Linked DNA regions of Mus musculus: regions 1 and 2 are each linked to region 3. The links are chromatin contacts, called in public Hi-C maps. All regions are on one chromosome and are shown on one strand. Each heading gives the region's core, a stretch centred on a gene start, on an enhancer-like site or on the middle of the called end of the contact. The rest is flanking DNA. Distances are from core to core; before and after follow the strand shown. Region 1 holds the start of Lonrf1 (LON peptidase N-terminal domain and ring finger 1). Region 2 has its middle 6.1 kb from the start of Gm35520. Region 3 holds the start of 1700104B16Rik (a long non-coding RNA gene).

Region 1 (2,700 bases), core at 50-2,549, 2.5 Mb after region 3:
GTAAGAAGAGGTGACCACCTCGGGGGCAGCCGGCCACCAACTCGGAGTTGGGCCGTCGCTGGGCCTCCCGATGCCGGTGCCCGCGCCGGGCTCCCGCCACGCCCACTGAACGTCACCCGTTACACAACGCCCCCCCACCCAGCTTATGCAATTCTGCCCTCCCGCGGCTTCTAATTGCCCCGGTGACTTTAGTGCACGACCAAGGTAGACACGGTATCCCCCGAGCTCCCGCCAAGCCCGGGGATGCTCGCCCCCACCCCGGCTGGGGCTCCCGGCCAGAGTACTGAGGGAAGCCTGCGGCCCCCACCCACCCCGCGCCCAAGCTCCGCGGCCCCAGGTCCCCGCTGGGCGCGCGCACGAGGGAACCTCGCATCCGCGCCCCTCCCCGCGCCGCGTCACTTGCAGCTCCCAGGCGATCCCCACCGTGACCGAAGCACCCCGGGGCGCCGCCCCCTCCCACACTCGTGATCCCCGCTCGCCCGGCCCCACACCGCAGCCCCGCATCACCTGCTCGCAGGGCGTCGCAGGCGGCGGCCAGGGCCTCCCGGTAGCGCCCTTCGTGCAGCAGTTCCCCGAGGCGGCCGGCCGCCCGCGCGCGCTCGCGCTGGCCCGGGAACCACTTCTCCGCCAGGTGGTTGAGCACGACGCTGGTTCGGAAGTCGGCGATGGCGGCGGCCAGGGGCGGCGGCCGCGGGGTCCCCTCCGAGGCGGCGGCGGCGGGTGGCAGGCGGTCCCGGCACAGGCGGCAGCGGGCGCGCAGCTCCCTCCGTAGGCAACGGCGGCAGTAGCTGTGGCCGCACGGCACGGTCACCGGCTCGCTTAGGAAGCCCCGGCAGCTCAGGCAGCTGAGCAGCCCGGCCGCGCCCGCCGCGGGTGCCGCGCTCCAGCGCAGCCCGTGGCGGAGCCGGTAGCTGAACACCAGGCAGTCCACTAGCGACCCGAGGCGCTCGGGCCTGGCCGGGGCCCCGCGGCGCAGCGCAGCCGCGAACGCCTCCAGCGCTCCCTTCAGGTGGCCGCCCAGCGCCAGCAGCTCTCCGCGGCGGAGCAGAAGCTCCCAGCGCCCCGACTCCGCGCCCGCGCGCTCCAACCGCTCGCCGCCGCCGCCCACTTCCCACGGCCCGTTCCGGCTCCGCGGTCCGCCGGACGCCTCCCGATTCCCGCCCGGGGACGCCCTCGCCACGGCCGGAGAAGACATGGCCCGCACAGGGCTGCTCTGCCGCCGCCGCCCGCCGCCACGGTCCGGGAACCTCCGGGGCGCGCGGCTCCGCACGCGGCCGGCGAGCAGGGGGGCGTGGCGCGCGGACATGGCGGGGCGGCGCGCGCCCGGGGAGCCCCTGGGGGCGGGGCCTACAGAGGAGGGGCGAGGCTTAGCGAGGCGGAGCGGGGCGGGCCTTGGCTTCTGCGCCCGGCCTCCCGACATGCGGCCGGCCTCCTAGTTCACCAGAGCTGGCCGGCTGGTCCCGCCCTTTCTGAGCCCCTCCTGGAGAGGGACGTGAGATCAGATGATCCCCAGCGGGGATCTAATTGGCTTCTCTGACGAGGAGGGCTTGGCTCGTGACTGAACAAAGCCCGAAGTCTCCTGGGCGGCCTTCGAGCTGACACCTCTTGTAACCGAGGTCCATCCCCAGGCCTATAACTTGGGCGCTGTGCAGTTCGTATGTGCACCAGCAGTGCTGTGACCCCAAACCTGCAGCACCTGAGTAGGTACTCCGACTCCTCCTGGCCATAGAAAGGAAACTTTGGGTGGGTCTAGATGCCCTGGGTTACGGCCGGCCAGAACAGGCAAAGGGATTGTGAATGCACGGTGTGATTACTTTGAGACTTAAAACTGAAATCTGCCAACTTTATACACACACACATTCCACGTCCAGAGACCACTTCCTTTGGTTAGTGCTGACTTGTGATAAAGTTTATTAAGAGTTCAAACGAAGAAATGAACTGTCCAAAAGAAGCCCGATACTTTGTGAGTGACCTTTAAATTTTAATTTAAAAAGTGCAATACACCAACCCCCCCCATTAAACTATTAAATAAACAAAGCACACCTTAGAGAGTGAAAGTCTCCAGGTTCCTCAGATGGGCTCCACAACCTTCATACACACGAACCCACAGTTGCTTAAAGGTTTTTAAATGAGAATATAGAAGAAAAACATTTTCCCTGTGGCAGAAACCAGATCACTACAATGCAAGCATTCCGCAGCTTTGTCGACTGAAGACAGTTTGGCTCGTATGTAATGGATTCTAGTTCCTTTAAATGTGACAGCATCCAGTTTAATATTCTCAATGGAAATATTTATAGGTTTGATTACAGAGTACTGGGTGGAAAATGTAGGAAGAGATTTAAGGCTTTTGGTTCTTTTTCAAATACTTGGTAACAGGAAAGGAAATATATTTGTCTGAAATCATACAGTCAGTATTACAAAGAGATTTTAAGATCTTCTCACGGTGATAATATCGTATATAATGTTTAATCAACAGTTATCTTTCTTCAATTTTTTTTACACGAGGTCTGCAAACACACGAGATCCTGCTTACACAGAACAGGTGACAAAGGTTTGAAAGCGTCTTTCTGCTACACAATAAGCAAACCTCAGAAAAGAAAGAGGGCACAGGAACAAAGGGCTAGAGAAAGAAGAGTTGACTTAAAAACAAAAGCAAAATCCCGGGCTCCTGTTCCAGACAGTCCGGAAGCAAGGTGCAGC
Region 2 (2,700 bases), core at 158-2,657, 2.4 Mb after region 3:
GTTTCTCTGTGTAACCCTGGCTGTCCTGGAACTCACTCTGTAGACCATGTTGGCCTCAAACTCAGAAATCCCCCTGTCTCTACCTCCCAAGTGCTGGGATTAAAGGCATGTTCCACCACTGCCCAGTGACATCAGCCAAACTTATATTAAGAACACCAACGTCAATAGTAATTTTAATGGATTTTTAACGGGGCTTTCAAAGTGCTTAAACATGTGTCAATGAAGTATACCTGGATGGAAGATTCTTTCCAAGACAAGGTGCATATTAAATATCCTTACCTTGAGAGAAACTTCAGTGACTACCACAAACAGTCATCAGCGGACCCCATACCCATGTCCTGTGAGACCTAGAGCATCTTGTTAGGATTACTTGACTGCTTTGGTCTTCCTTCTCATTCTTTCTCTTTCTGTAGCCTGGACACGGTTAGCCTATTTTTACTAGGAAACAGCTTCTGGATGCAACAAAGATCTGACGGAAGCAAAATGGATCTTAGAAGACTCTTGTAGAACAAGTAGGAGATGGGCAGAAAACTGAGGCAACTTGCCTATAGAAAAGCCACAAAAGGCTGTCTTAGTTAGGCTTTCTATGGGTATGAAGAGACACCATGACAGTGGCAGCTTTTATAAAGGAAAACATTTCATTGGGGGCTCTGGGATGGTTTGTATATGCTTGACCTGGGGAGAGGCACTTAGAGGGTGTGGCCCTGTTGAAGTAGGTATGGCCTTGTTGGAGTAGGTATGCCACTGTGGGTGTGGGCTTTAACACCCTCATCCTAGCTGCCTGGAAGTCAGTATTCTGCTAGTAGCCTTCAGATGAAGATCTCCTCCACCATGCCTGACTGGATGCTGCCATGTTCCTGCCTCGATGATGATGGACTGAACCTCTGAACCTGTAAGCCAGCCCCAGTTGAATGTTGTTCTGTATAAGAGTTGCCTTGGTCATGCTGTCTGTTCACAGCAGTAAAACCCTAACTAAGACACTGGGTCTGACTTGAGCAAATGAAACCTCAAAGCCCATCCGAAGTGATACACTTCCTCCCATAAGGCCAGACTTCCTAACAGTGGTGCTTCCTGTGAGCCTCGGGGTGCCATTTTCATTCAAAACACCCCAGAGGTGTATAAAGACTTTCTTGGGCAGACCAACATGTTCTCTGTGCATACAGATAGCCAACCAGATCTAACATAGGCGAGACCCAAACTTTTTCATATGCCTAGAACCTGAGCATGGTGAGAATCCCACCTGAGAACCTGTCACAGCGCTGTTCCTCCTCGGTGACAAGCTTAGTTTGAACGAAGAAAGATCTTGCCTGGAAGAAAAGGCAAGGCGTGGCTCTCTCTGTGCTACTCATGGTTGTGGTGGGACTAGGGGAAAGTAGAAGAGATTCTGCGAAATGTTCTAACCACAAGGGTATCAAAAATAGAATGTTTGCTGTATGTGTGACTTGAAAACCACAGGTTGAAATTTGACGCTCTTAGCTGATAGGTTCCTTTGGGTGGTCTCGTTCCCAGGTTACTTGGAGATTGATCAGCCTCTAAATCCAACTTCCCTCCCAGGTAAGAAGGAAGACATAGGCCACTGAGCGGAAGATCCAGCAGAACCATGGCGGTAGCGTGTTGTACAGAGAGGTGGTAGATATTGGAGTTATGCCTAATCCATTTAAAGGGAAAGTACAGTGGTTTGGGAGGATGGCAGCGAAGGGGAGGCTATGAGTGCTGGCTGGATTGATTTAAGGAAGAGCCAAGTGAGAGCCCAGTGTGGTGTTGCATGCCTTTACAGTGAAAGGCAGGCTGACCTCTGTGGGCTTGATCTACACCGGGAGTTCGAGGTCAGCCAGGTCTACAGAGAAAGACAGAGAGAGGGAGAGAGAGAGAGAGAGGGGGAGAGAGAGAGAGAGAGAGGGAGAGAGAGAGAGAGAGACACAGACTCAGTGACTGGATATGTATTCTGTGAAGACAGAGTTGTTGGGAGTATACTGATGGTAACACAGAGAACCATGGAGACATCCCTGTCCCTGAGAAATATGGGGAACAGAGAAAAATCAGTCTAACAGTCTCGATATACTTGAAGGAATCCTGGCACATTGGAGTAGGAGAGGAACCTCTGAGTCCAGGGCTCTGCACATCTTGATTGATGGACAAAGCCTGCCCTTCCCATGATGCTTCCCTAGCTTAGCCCCACCTCCATACAAGAGTGAGGTCCTGCAGCCTCAGGGACACCTCTGGAGAACTTGGTTCTAGTTAAAGACAGCTAACTATCTTATATTGAGCGTGGAATGCCACTTCAGTCCTGGTCAGATAATTTCTTCTGTTAAACGAGAACATTTAGACCTGTACATGTTAGGTGATATTTAGAGCTTCTTCATCTTCAAATATCTGGAAGCTAAATTGCAAATTAAAAATACAGCCTTGGTCACTTAAATGATTTTGTACCAGAGTTTGAAGCTAGGGCATTACACATGCCAAGTAAATATTCTACCACCGATCTATACCTCCAAACCCATGTTAATCTTTTATTTTGAGGCAGTCTTGTTTGATATGAGTTCACTCTGTAGCCCAGGCAGGCCTTGACCTTGTGATCCTTCCTGCCTCTTGATCTCAAGATGTGTGATGACAGTTCTGTGGCACCAGGTCCAGGTAGAACGTTTTGAAAAGAAAATAGCTTTTGAGTTGTAACATTGTTAGGAAAAATGTTTAAAGTGG
Region 3 (2,700 bases), core at 156-2,655:
CAAAAATTTAGTTATACAAAGTTAGTTTCTGCATCATCACTAGTATCCTATGTTGGGGGGGGGGCGGGACATACAAAACTAAGACCCAAAGTAATTAGTACTAATAAACTACAGCTATGGGATATTTAAATACTGGATTAGGCTGTACAAACAAGGATAGTTGTAGGGTGCAGGATGGGCCAATTATTATTATTTGTTGTTGTTGCCAAATATCGCACCCACATCTTATATTGTCCCCCAAAAAATCAAAGACAGGTCACAGGTATGAAAAGAGCCGGTGTTCGAAGCGCAGAAGCTGAGCTGTAAGTTTTGAGGTTGAAGTCCAGAAGTTGAATTCTATGTTGAGTTTGCCTTTGCTAGACTGTCCCTCCCACCCCCAAGCCCCCCGCCACTTGTTAAAGGTGGTTCTGGTGAGTGGTATTTGAAATAAAATAAAAAAGCTTGGCATGGAGCAGCACTTGGTAGGCCGAGGCAGAACGATCTCTGCAACTTTAATTCAAGTTCCAGGCCAATCAGGGCAACACAGGAAGACCTTGTCTCAAATAACCAAAACCACCCACCCTCCAAAAAATATGACAGATTTATTGGTAATGTTGCCGGTTGGGTTAGACTCCAGAGCCGGCTGAAGGAGCTGCTCCGACTTTGTGCCAAGAAAAGCGGCTTTCCGTTCTTCCCTAGAGCAGAGCTGGTAGAGTAAACGTGGCTACCGGCAGCCTTTGAGCGCGCTCCGGTCGTCATGGAAACTCGGGGCGGAGCACGCCGTGACGCAGGCGCCTTTTCGGAGCGGCGTCGCGGTGGTTGCTGGGAGCGAGCGTCCTAGCCGCCGCACCAGGAAGTGGAGGGCGGGGCCGGGGCTGTGTCGCCAACGCCACCACCACGGCCGCCTCGGGTTCGACCCCCTTGGCAGGTCCGTGTTGGGCGTGCGCGCCGCGACGGCGGCGGGGGGCGGGAAGCGGGCCCGCGGTGGGCGGGTGTGTGCGTGCGTGAGTGCGTGCGTGCGTGCGGCCGAGGCGGAGGCTGGGAGGCGGCGCGGGCTGCGGGCGCTGAGGTAGGGACTGCGGCGGCGGGCGAAGGGGGACGAGTCCCGCGTGGGACTCGGCTGCCCCGAAGCGGGACGCGTCTTCCGAGGGGACGCGCGCGTGGACGCCACGCCGCCGAGCCGTTCTCCAAAGCCGAGCCCCCGAGAGGAGGGGCTCGCCCCAGCCAGCATTGTCTTTTAGGCCGGACGTCCATACAGCAAACTTTCGGGTTGGAAAGCGGGAAGGATTCCGGGTGGGCGAGCGGATGGTGCCGACCGCTTCTTGGCCACAACCACAGCAGCCGAGCTCATCCCTGTGTGGAGTTGGGGGGACCACCATGGCGTCCCCTCCCGACTGGCTTTTCTAATGCTGCTTTAAACTTTTTGAGGTTGTGAGTTTTCGGAGGAGTCGAGAGGTATTTTCCCGATCGAACTCTGCGCTCCGTTTTCCTGATGTGCTCCGGTACTCGGGGGCGAGCCGTGAAGCGAGAGACAGAGTAGACAGACAGGCTGCTGGAAGATTGCAGATTCTGGGGTAGGAAAGAACTGGACAGTGGAGCCTGAAGATTTGAAATGTTAGTTTTCCGGTAGCTATCCACCGTGAAACGTACCAGCTCTCGGTCGTAACATCCTGTTCGGGGCTTTTGATTGACCAGATTAATGTAAAGTAGACGTGGATATAGTTTCTTTACCACCCAGGTTAGCCCTAAGATGTGCACTGCAGTACAGATGTTGGTTGCAAAAGGAGGAAAAGTTAGTTGGAACTCCGGAGAGTAAACCGCTTGCTCTGGGTGCCTTTGTTGGTATCATCATATAGAGAGGTCTCTCTTATTTCAGAAAGCTTTGCTAGGGTTCCAGGGCTGGGACACATGACTTCTTACTTAGTTGTGCCACTTCTATTCAGGTTTTATGTGTTAAAATTAGCCATAGCACTAATGCTTAGTCTTTCAGACTTGTGGGCATTATGTAGTTAGGTTTTTCTAAGTTGTACAGGTTTGATCTGTCCTAAAGTCTTTATTTGACGTCCAGATTAGTCATCTGACCTTATGAAGTAAAATGTTCCTGTTTTAGGAGTTGCAAACTGCCTGTTTCCTCAGTCTTCTCACGTTGTGAATTTTTTCTTATTTTCATGCTTTCCCTACTCATACCTCTCTCACTTGCATATTAAGTTAATGTTAATTTCTTACCTAATACAACCAAAATAACAATTACTCTTGAAAAAAAATCTTTCATAAATACTTCCTCACTTTTAGAGTTGAGCCAAGTATGTACAACACTGATAGTGCCCCATTCCCCAGACCTAGGAGGAAACTACATTTAGAGCAGTTCTGTAGATTATTTGCTCAAATGTTAGGAATTGAAACTGGGAGGAGCAGATGTTTTACTCTTAGACCAGGGACTCTTCGACTCTTCTTACATAAAGTTCACAGTGAGTTTTCCATATGAGTGCTTTTTTTTTTTTTTAAATCCCTTTGGATCAAGATTGAACCTGTCACACTGCCACTTGCCTCCAGCAAGCTATATCTCCAGTCTCCATCTCCCTGTTATTTAATCAAGGAACTCAGTGTGTGTGGAACCAGTTAGGATGCTCCGGCTTTCCTGAAGATGTACGTGGAAGCAATACTTAGTAAAAACTGAACTTGAGGTTAACGCTGTTTTGCTAGGCTAGTGACTTAGTACTT

Evidence for each region. A called contact is a pair of places that touch in the nucleus more often than the background predicts.
Region 1: a contact with region 3 is called in a Hi-C map of CD8 T cells, with 4 times the contacts expected there. The contact joins the promoter of Lonrf1 here to the promoter of 1700104B16Rik in region 3. A contact is called at or near these places in 3 of 39 promoter capture datasets (the HPC-7 cell line, liver and pre-B cells) and 2 of 484 Hi-C or Micro-C datasets (CD8 T cells and pre-B cells).
Region 2: a contact with region 3 is called in a Hi-C map of B cells, with 5 read pairs. The contact joins the enhancer-like site here to the promoter of 1700104B16Rik in region 3. A contact is called at or near these places in 2 of 39 promoter capture datasets (the C10 cell line and pre-B cells) and 2 of 484 Hi-C or Micro-C datasets (B cells and CD4 T cells).

Annotation. Positions count from the first base shown.
Region 1 is chr8:36,248,060-36,250,759 of GRCm38.p6, forward strand. Lonrf1 (LON peptidase N-terminal domain and ring finger 1) reads right to left here and starts at 1,300. Exons shown (of 12, transcript NM_001081150.2): 1 at 508-1,300. The coding sequence starts at 1,195. The region is part of intron 1 of Gm35712 (a long non-coding RNA gene); the gene reads left to right.
Region 2 is chr8:36,181,009-36,183,708 of GRCm38.p6, forward strand. No RefSeq gene overlaps it. Among named protein-coding and RNA genes, the nearest start is that of Gm35520, 6.1 kb to the right of the region's middle. Within about 2 kb of position 1,408, at least 59 of the 459 cell types and tissues checked have an H3K27ac peak or open chromatin away from gene starts, as enhancers often do. A contact at or near this core is called in B cells, where this site is marked.
Region 3 is chr8:33,731,082-33,733,781 of GRCm38.p6, forward strand. 1700104B16Rik (a long non-coding RNA gene) reads right to left here and starts at 1,406. Exons shown (of 2, transcript XR_004691281.1): 1 at 708-1,406. It overlaps Gtf2e2 (general transcription factor II E, polypeptide 2 (beta subunit)), which reads left to right and starts at 986. Exons shown (of 8, transcript NM_026584.3): 1 at 986-1,048.